Regions from separate parts of the Mus musculus genome. Here region 1 is linked to region 2. Evidence: chromatin contacts called from public HiChIP or PLAC-seq data. All regions are on one chromosome and are shown on one strand. The core of a region is the stretch at or near the end of the contact, and the rest is flanking DNA. Distances in the headings are between cores, read along the strand shown.

Region 1 (5,270 bases), core at 1,268-3,767, 46 kb before region 2:
AGCATCATTTTGGAGGCTGATGGGGAGTCAGAAAGTCAGTTAATAAAAGGAATCTGGTTCTTGATTTGCAAGGAGTAGTGGCGAGGGCCTAGCAAACCTGGACTTCTAGGAGGGGACCTGGGGACACTGGTCCTCTCCTCGTTTCAGGCCCACGCAAGTGGGGAGGCAAGGAGCGGGTATCAAAGCGCATTCTGAACCCACACAGAAGACTGCCAGAGGGGCCAGTGGCGCTGGGGCTGAAGAACCGTGGACCTCTGGGGCCGGCTGACATCTTGAGTCTCCTCTGGCCAGACATCAGCTGCTCTCTCCCGCCTCCCTTGCTCCGTTCCCTTCCCAGACACAGGAAAGATCCCGAAGGGATGGATGCCCGAAGGATGGATGCATCTGGGTTTTAATGGAGATGCAGAGTGTGCTTCCCACCCGAGGGCCTAGGGCAAGGCAGCTGGAGACTCCCAGCGCCTGAGGGTCTGGGCTACGCTGGGGTGCGGGCGAACCCCATCCTGGAACCTAGGCCGGGAAGGCTTTCTTGCCGTCCCCTCCCCGCGTTTCTCCGAAATAATAAAGAAATGACCGAACACATGTGTTCGGTCCTTTCAAAAGAAAATTGACTCCTCGGCCCTCATACTCTCCCGGAGCACCATCTGTCACGCAGACTGCCACACACATTGGGGACCTAGGGACGTGGATCACACAATGCCCGGCAGTCTGCCGACTACCTCCCGGGAAAACGCAGGCGGCCAGGTCGCTGCGGGCGAAGGGGCTGGGGAGGGCCAGAGAGGGATGGACTCCGAGGCACCAGTGCGGGACGCCCCGGGCGCAAGCTGTATCTGTGCGGGTGAAGTTCGTGAGCTTAGGGGACCGGAGCCCCGCAGCCCACCGGCGGCCCAGGGAGGCCTGGCCGCGGCCCCGTGTCTGCGCCGGGCTTTCCCCAGACGATGCCCTCCTGGAAAAGCCACCTCGGGCCGGCAGCTCGAGGGCCTTCGCGTCTTCGAGAACCACTGGGCTTGCGGGTGATCTGGGTGGGCAGATGGGGATAGAAACCTGCCTGAGCTGAGCTTTTGGGCCTCCGCCACCAGGAGGGACGACCGGGCTATGACCTCTGTACCCCGCCTTGCCCCTCACAGGCAAGGCTCCTGAGTAAGAGCCTCGCTTCAGAGAAACAAAAGCCAGGGAGGGGATGTAGGTTCGGCTCCTGGCCTCGAATTTGCCCAGGAGAGACCTGAGCTCAGAAACAGCTTTCCGTGCAAGGAAAACGGATCCTCAGAATAACAATAAATGAACCAAACGAACTGCATGCTGCTCCCCCCGCCCCCCAGGCTTTTCTCTACGTTTATAAGTGAAACAACTCACACCTACGCAGTTGGCGTGAAGAGGTAGAAATACACAGGGAGAAAAATCATAGCAAACCACGACATAGTTACAGATCGGACAAAAAGTTCCCGGGCTGTCCCCCCACGCGTTTAAATCCTCCAGATATTTAAATAGTCATAAATGGTATTTCTCGTGGGCATTTAAGTCTATGACCATGTGTGAGGAATACATCTATAAAATACAATATGACTCAACTTAATCTAAAGAAAAAGAGACGTGAAGATGTCTTACCTTGCAAGAGCCCTGTCGATAATCTTTTCGTCAATCTTTTAGAGTTAAAATTCCAGGAAACAAGGAGGAGAGATCCTGGCAAATATTAAAAGCAGCCAATATTTATTACATTCGCAGATGAAAAAGCAGCTGTCATCTCGCCGACCACCACAACGAGCGGCGGTGTCTTAGCGGGTGTATGGTTGTTCACTTAGTTGATGGATTGAAAACGCCCGTTTGTTTGTTTGTTGGTTTGTTTTTAACTGTTCTTAAACATTTCAGGAAAATTCGTTGTTGATCTTTATAAGTCGAAGTGTTGAAACCTCACGCCTCCCCACTCAAAGGGCTGTATAAATAACAAAAGAGATGCTGAGATAAAAACAATCACATCAAAGGGACGATTCCTCCACTTTCTAATAGCAGAATAATCAATAAGAAAGATGGTTAAGATAAAATTCCATTCCTTGAGGACTCCTTCCCTTCCCTTAATCGGGCTGGGGCGAAACTGGGAAGTGCGGTCAGGGATGGAAGGGGCTCAGAAGTGATTTTTCTCTTCTTCTTCAAGATAATGCTTTGTTCAGCCGGTGTCTCCCCAGTTCCCAGGAACAACAATACAGTAACTAGGGCTTAAGGTTGCCTCTGTCTTGTCCCTCATCTACTTCTGTGTTGTATAAGCAGACGCCAATTTTGCAGTTTCAAAGTCTTTCAAGGTTTGGTTACACCCCCTACCCTACCCCACTCCCTCCCCTCTTTACCTTGTGGTGAAATGTATATAGTCAGTAGCTTGGAGATGCTGGAGAGAGATTGGAGAGAAGTGGACGTCTTCTGGAGTAACAGTGACAGGGAAGCAGAGAAAGGGGAGCTTGGGAGAGCCAGAGAGGAGAGGCAGCTGCCTGTGTGGCTTCTTGGCTCTTCTGGTACCAATTGATTTAGCCTGGAGATGGTGGAAGAGATAAAGGCTTAAGAAGGGGGATGGAATTTTTTCCCCCTAAATTGATATTTAATGGGAAATCCTATTGGACAGAAACCTGGACACGAGTCACTTAATTGGACTTGACATCTGTCACAGTGTGGGAGTTTTCACAGCCCAAATATTTTAGCAGATCAGATTCCCACTGAATCTGTGCCATAAAATATAGCAGTTGAAAGCAGCCCATGATAGAAGCCATAGCATCTACAGCGTCTGGCCACACAGGCGGTTCCTTGTTTTCAGATTATTGATGCAATATTTAAGTGCAAGTAGACACTATATGAACATGGAAAATTCCTCTGGCATTTTGTGAGCCAGCATTTTTTTAAATCAATAGTTAGAAAAATAGTTGTGCTGGGCACATGAAAGCATATTCTGTCTATGACACTGTAATTAAGGTGAACGATCCAGACAGGCAATGCTAACATTTATGTAAAGTGAAGTGTCTTTTAGAGGATGCTTTAATCATGATTATTTAAGCATATGGATGTTTTGGAGAAAGGTTCTACTATGAGACCAGCTTATTAATAGATGATATTTTAAAGGACGTTTGACACATTAGTTTAAATCATTGGTGGAATTAGGAGCAGAATCCAAGTAGTTAGAGACCACTAGATAATTCTACTTTTTGAGTTATGTTTGGTTTTCTTTTTCTTTACCCATTTACTCATGTTCATTATTCGCTGTAAAATATGACACACAGTATGTGCAAAGACAGTACTTTATTCTTGCCCATCCTAACACGTGAGTGAATATATTTAGCTGGGTGGCAATGTAATTGTGCTAAAATGTAAATATTAAGTATTCTAGCATGCAATGCCTTTGCCTAAGATGACCTCCAGTCCCAAATTTATGTGTTTTACAAAATTAAGGGAAATTTACTGTTAGTCACTATCAATTATATATTATTTGCTATTATTTACACATTGCCAGTGATACCACTAATTCTGTCTTCTTTCTGTCTATCTTCCTTCCTTTCTTCCTTCCTGTCTTTCTTTCTTTTTGGTATTTTTGACAAGGTCTCACTATGCAGCCCTGGCTGGCCTGACCCTCACCATGGAGACCAGGCTGACCTCAAACTCATAGAGATATGCTTGTTTCTGCTTCTCATGTGTTGGGATTAAAGGCATGTACCATCACACCCAAATACTATTTTTTTTTAGATTGATTAAGCTTAGAGGAAATGAGAGAATAATAGCCAACCTCCTGTCTCCCTGTTCCTAGGTGAGTTTTTGTGGAGAGGAGAACCTTCACTTTCTCTTCATAATCACCTTTGTCCTATAAAGAGGTATTGTCCTCAGGGGAGGGCTGTAGAGCTACCCACCTAGAGAGTGGCCCTCTGGGTTCCTCATGGCTGTGATGTATATTGTTTGCCTTTGTTCACATCAGCTCCAGGAGGGTAATGGGCCAGAATAGGCAGGGTAGAGGGAAAGAAGGGAATATGGTACCAGTGCTGCTCAGCCTCACCTCTGCTCAACCCAGGTATCCCCAAGCATAGAGATGGGCAAGCAGAGAAGCCCCTTCCCTGCAGGGCTGGTGGGAGCCAGGAGTGACGATGTGGGAGAGAGGAAGGTTTCCCAGCCTGGCTAGCAGCAGCCAACACTAAGCACTAACACACAACAGAGATGTACACACAGATGCGCACCCTCAGATACTCATGTCTCCTCACCATCTAGAGCTCACACAAGCTGTCTGGCTCAATTAGATGCTTGGGCAGATGGACTGAAAACTGTGGTGGCTTTTGTTACCTGAGCTCTAGAAAGCACAGCTGCTAGGATAGGAGTGGCCCGTGTCCCTGGTCACCCTCGTGTTGGGAGTTGGATGGGAAAGAGGATGCTCAAACCATGGCTGGCCTGATTCTGCTATGGTGCATGTGAGTCCAGACCAATTCGCTTTTATAGCCAGGCCATCGACAACCTGCATATTCATAAATTAATACACGACTAAAGCTGTGTAGAAACATTCCAGATACGCACACAATTATGCTTAGACACGCCATTATAGACACAACATGGGTTTCCACACAGGTACATTCTCTCTGGTGGGAAAGCTCCCATCCCCCTCCCTATTTGCCATTTCTAAGACATCCCAGGCACAGATGGCTCCTCTTCTCCTATCCCCCTTAGAGACTATATATTGTACACTATGGTTCTTGGTTTCCATATCTGTCTCTCCCACGAGGCTGGAGTATTTTCAGGAAAGGTCTGTAGCTTACATCTTCAACCCCTCCATGTCTGACCTTGACACACTACATGCACCAAGTTTACAGAGGATAACTTCCTGTGCACAGAGGTTCCCAGGAACCTGGTAATGAACCACTTCCACTCACAGATGCCCAGCCTTCCATTTTGATGGCTTCTATTCTTGAAGGTGTGTGTAGTGACCACCTCTCTCCCGTCATCAGCTTGCTGTGACACTCAACGGTTGTACAAATCTCTGACAAAACACTAATCACCACACAGATTAGGATATCTTAAAGTGTAAGAATATTGTTAAATAACATTAAAGCAAGAAGGGGGTGGCAGGTAGTGACTTTAAAAGCCAGGTTCTCTGTCATCACCGGCTAGCTGTATAGCTTCTGTTGGCTAGGAGTCACCGAGTCTTTTTGGACCCCAGCTTTCTAATCTGAAAAGTGAGAATAAAGAACACAGGCTATGCAGTATGCTATGCATGCTGCTATGTTACTTTCTTTTTTTCCCAAAAAGGATCAAGATAAGGT
Region 2 (5,155 bases), core at 1,737-4,236:
AGACAGTTGAACAACCATGCAAAAAATTACCAATACTTTAATCTGTCACTGAGATCAAAGGTCTTGTTAAAATGAGTTGCTCTTTGGCCAGGAATTAGCTGTAATTCAGGAAGCTATATAATGAGATATAACCAACATGACCTTTATTATTGCTTGTGTGAGACATGGTCTCCTGTAGCCCAGGATAGTCCTAGACTGCTTTGCTGCTGAGGATGAACCACTGAATCTGCCCCCTGAGTCCATGCTGGGATTTCAGGCGTGCACAACTGCTCCTGACTCCAAACGATCCTTCCTAAAGCAAGAGGCGCCTGGGCTTGGCTGTAGTCTGTAAGGCTTTAAGTCCTAGGGGCTTCCCAATTTGGCAGAGACACACTTGGGTCATATTATAATGTGTTGTGGTTCACAGCCCAGGTCTGTTGACATACAGCTGAAAAAGGTCTCGGTATGGAGGACAGAGCCAAATGGAACCAAGGCTAGATATTTGAAGTAGCTCTAGGACAGGAAAACAACCATCATGCTATTAAATAAAGTCAAAACTACATTGGAAATAGTGTCCTTGATTTAGTCCTTTGGCGTCAGCATTAGGCACAGATGATGGCGGCTACAGCCTGTCTTTCTCCCTTTCGTTCCAATTTTTCATGCTTGATAACAGCTACCCAAAAATCTATTCTTTTTTCAGCTTCCTGGAGAAAACCAGGAAAAATAAAGCTATAGTCTGGAAATGGGTCTGCAGGTAAGTAGCACCTGCCCATTTAAAAGAACAGATGCCATCCATGGGCAGTGCTCCCTGCTCCCCCCCCCCCACCCCCGCTCATATTCTTCCAGACTTCCTGCCTCTCTTCACGAACAGAATCTTAGCAAGATTCAGATAGATTCATCTGCAGCGCCTTCGGCTGTTAAGCAAATATCACACTGGTATTTGAAATAGAAATGATTCCATCAATTGAAGGAGAGACTTTAATATAAAAGGAAAATAATTTGTCATGGCCACGAACCTCCTATTCATTTCTCACCTCTGCATCATGGCTACTGCCAGGTTCTCTGCAGTTCCTCCTACTGCCTCCACTTGTTGAGGCGCAATGGTGGAACAGTCTGGGAAAGTGGTTTCCTCAAGTCCTGTCTTCCCGGTGCATTTCTCCTGCAACCCCCAGCCCAGACAGCTGAACTCCAAATGCTCTGACTCTGCTTCTCAGTCAGAGCAGCCACGGAGCGCCTCTCACCTCTATAACGTGAGCTCCAGAGGGTGGAAACCGTGTCACTTCTTCGTGGGGCCTCCCTTTACCATGTGCTGACATGCCAGTCACTACATGTTTGCAGCGGAGAATAGGAGTCTGTGAAACTTAGGAGGCGATGCACCCTGGGCATTCAGAGGTTTTGGTTGTTTGCATTCATTCATTTACATACTTATGCATCTTACATCTTAGTGTGCGTGTGTGTGTGTGTGTGTGTGTGTGTGTGTGTGTGTGTGCATGACAGAGGTCCACAGATGGACATTATTTCCCTCAGTTACTCTCTACCTTTTTCTTGGAGACAGTGTCTCTCACTAAATCAGAAGATCCCCAATTCTAGACTGGCTGGCTGTCAAGTTCCACAGGTCCTCCAGTCTCTGCTTTGCCAGTGCGAGGACTACAGGCACTGGCCACGATACCCAGCGTTGTATGTATGTGTGTGTCGTGGATCTGAATTCAGGTCCTCAAGCTTGGGCAACAAACACTTTATAGGCTGAGCCATCTCCCTAACCCTGATTTTGTTTTGTTGAGACCCACTATCTACGTGATCAAGACTGGCCTCAAACAAGCAATCCTCCTGCCTCAGCCTGTTGAGAGTTTTGGAGTTTGTTTGTTTGTTTGTTCATTGCTTTTCTTTTTAAAACTAGGCAGCCCATTCAGCTCTGAGTACTTCTTTGACTTCAGTTCTTGACTCTGTGTCTGCCAGGAACTGTGTCTCTTCCCTCCCTGACCACGGCAGGCTCCTGTACAAGCATGCCTCTCTGAAGAGGTGGATTCCATCTTGGAAGGGAAAGAGTCACTTGCTCCCTTCAGAGCAACTGCTGCAGCCTGGTGTCAACTCACACTCAGTCTTCTGGAAATTGGGTTTGTCAGGACTCAGCCCCACGGCTGAATGAAGTGTTGTGTGATGCGGGGTGTCTCCCGGGAGAGAGAAACTGGCACAAACCACATCCTAATGGGATCCAGAAACAAAGGAGCGTGAATGAAGTGTTAATTGCATTCATAAAGACATTAACAAAGGAATTAAAATGGCAGAAGCTTCAGTCCCTCACTCAGGACTCACAGGGAAAAAAAACCGTGCCCGAAGATGATTTTCACAATAACCATCGGAGTTTATTGCTTGCTCACTGCGGAGAAAATTCTCAATAAACACTAACTTTTTAAAAGAACACTTTGAGTCCATTATCTTGAGTCTATTGACGAACAGACATTTGAACCCGTCTCACCTCCAGTGCTTTTGTATGATTCGTTTCCAGGGAATCGAGAGGCCTTGCCATGTCCCCGTGCTGACCACAGGGACGCGTTAACAGTTTGAATGCAATCAATCCTGCAGTTCTTCTCTGCCTAGGATGCTCACTGTCTGGGAGATTTTATTGGTTTGCTTAAAAGTAAAACGACAAGTCTGGGGTCTTTTGGTAATTCTTCTTGAATATTCTCAAGATGGTCTGCAGGGAGGGGGGCCCTGGGTTCCCTGCCTTGCCCTTTGACTGGGCTTCCAGTTGCTGACAGCAGGACTAAGTGGGTAAAAGGTCAGAAGGCTACATTGACTGAAGGTAGATCACCAGGTGAACTTACTGACATCCAGGCCTTTCACGGGACCTGTGCTGCGCTCAGTTACACCTTCACACATCATGCCACTAATCCCAGACAATCACTGTGTTGTCTGTATGCAACTGGTGACCAGGAGACGAGAGATCAATGAGTACCGGCTAATCCTGTGACTGGAAATCCCTCTGTCTGACAGAATCGTAGCTTCAGGGCTGTGTTCACAGAGGGCGTGTCCTGTGACCTTTGTGGACATTCTGAGACGCAGGCAGTGGATGAGAGAACAGAAAAGTGAAGCCATTAAGGAAAGCCTGGGGTCAAAACTCAAGTACTCTGACAGCTTCTCCACTCATCCTGCCGTTGTGCAGGAGCGTAACTCTCCCAGGATCTCATTTGGTTCAAATAAGAACCCGGTGAAGGAAGACAAGCTATATAAACAAGCGGGTCAATTTTTCCTGGAATCCATCAGCTCGACCAGAGGAGTGGTCCTCTCTACCTCACCCCAGATGGGGGCTGACCCTCCTGGTTACCTGAACCACCACATCTCTGTCTGTCCTAAATCTATCCTATTAGTGGACGGGGCGCCAACCTAATGGTTGATTTTAAACCAGCGATATTCTTACATGTTGGGTGCATCTGTGCTGATGAGTGCAGAACAATCTGTGGAGGGCACAGAATTGGGGACCTCAGGGGGGCTCACTCCCCAGCCTTTAGAATCCATGTCTGTGCTAATTTGGAGATACCACAAACCCTAAAATAAAAACCTCTGGAGGGTTTGTGGCTTTGCTTTTGTTTTGTTTTTAATAGGTCTATATGATTTTATAGGTGTATAAGTACATATATGTGTGTGCAAATAACCATTGCTGTTATCTCAGATGTACTTTATTGTATGTATAAATAACCATGTACTCAAGAGCAGATTGTCTTCCTCACTAGAACATACTGTTTATGATAGTTGATGTAATAATTTTCAAAAATGGCAAATTTAATCCAATGTAGAACAGGATCTAAAATTATGTTGGGGTTATTCATACTATTATTTACACTTGTTTATACTAGAGTCTCAGGTAGCCCCAGTGGGCATGAATTAGATATATAGCCTAGGATGACCTTGAACTTTGAGCTTCAAGAGGGCTGGGATTATATTGAAGCAGGGTCTCCCAGAGCTAAGGCTGGCTTAGAACTCCACATGTAGCAGAGGATGACCCACAAGTCCCCACCCTCTTGCTTCCTCTTCCTAAGGGCCAGACTTGCAGGTGTGGGCCACCACGCCCAGCTCTATAATTTTGAATCCTGAGAGTCTTTTGTGTTGTTTTTAAGATGAAAAACTAGCAAAATAAAAAGGGTTGGTCTTACTTGTCTATTGTTAGGGATGGGAAACACAACAGAGTAAACGGGGGTGGGGGGAGTCATAGCCACCAATTGGCATCTTACATACTAAGTTGAGATAATGGCTGTCAAGCCTTGCTCTGTTGGTAGCAGAGCCTTGACTGTTTCCTCTCGTTCCTGGCCTGATTACGTCATTCCTCTTTGCTTAGAGTCAGAAGACTGATTGAGAGCAGAGAGAAATCTGACTGTAATTACCTGCTGATGTTCAAAGCACCTGCTAAAAGAGCTAGCATTTTCAACTATCTTACTTTCATGTTGATAACTGGGGTGTTGAAAACACATGGCCAGAGATGCCACCTAATACTGAGACTAAAATATTTCAGACATTTATTCATTCTACCTATGCCAAAATTGTGAGGATTAGCTCATGTTTCTCAGTTATTCTCCTAGCATGGTCGTGGATTCCTTTCCATTCATAGAAATCCAAATAGATATCGTTCCCATGACAGTAGGAACACGTCGTATGTAACCATTTAAGTTAAAATGAATTAGAGTTAAATTTAAAAAGCAAAAACAAAACCTGAGCAGCCCGTTGTAAGCACTTCATAGCCACGTGTGGCCAGTAGCTATGGCATTAAGGAGTGCAGATGTTCAGGATACTCATGTCTCCAGCAGGACATGCTATTGGACAGAGTTGTCCTTGTGCAAGAGACTGGAACCCACATATGTCACAGAAGTACATAGACGCTTGTAAAGCTATATGTAAGGTTTCAGTGACCGTGGGATCGGCCTGCTGGAGCCTGGCATGAAGGGGGTGGCCTGGAGCCTTCTTTGTCAGAGTGTGAACTGGTCCTGTGTGTCACAGCAGCAGAAGAGCCAACTCTCTGGAGAAAGGGCAGGTGCAGACGAACCATTCCCATTTTCCACTCCTGCGCCTCCCTGAACCTCCATCCAGACCCGCCGCCAAGACATGCTTGTACAGGAGCCCAAAGTGAAGCACATTTTGGATTAATTTTCTGGCCAATGTTTCTTTGCAAAATCCAGCCCGTGCC

What was found. HiChIP or PLAC-seq counts read pairs in DNA pulled down with a chosen protein or histone mark.
Region 1: an H3K4me3 HiChIP or PLAC-seq map of embryonic hindbrain shows a contact between it and region 2, with 2.7 times the contacts expected there. The contact joins the promoter of Nhlh2 here to the enhancer-like site in region 2. A contact is called at or near these places in 1 of 39 promoter capture datasets (macrophages), 1 of 484 Hi-C or Micro-C datasets (cerebellar granule neurons), 8 of 115 datasets of contacts at active chromatin or transcription factors (embryonic forebrain, embryonic hindbrain, embryonic midbrain and 3 more) and 2 of 9 other capture datasets (liver and pancreatic islet).

What each region holds. Positions count from the first base shown.
Region 1 is chr3:102,007,392-102,012,661 of GRCm38.p6, reverse strand. Nhlh2 (nescient helix loop helix 2) reads right to left here and starts at 2,517. Exons shown (of 3, transcript NM_178777.3): 1 at 2,337-2,517; 2 at 1,603-1,927; 3 at 1-16. The coding sequence starts at 8.
Region 2 is chr3:101,961,517-101,966,671 of GRCm38.p6, reverse strand. No RefSeq gene overlaps it. Among named protein-coding and RNA genes, the nearest start is that of Slc22a15, 40 kb to the right of the region's middle. Within about 2 kb of position 2,986, at least 8 of the 459 cell types and tissues checked have an H3K27ac peak or open chromatin away from gene starts, as enhancers often do.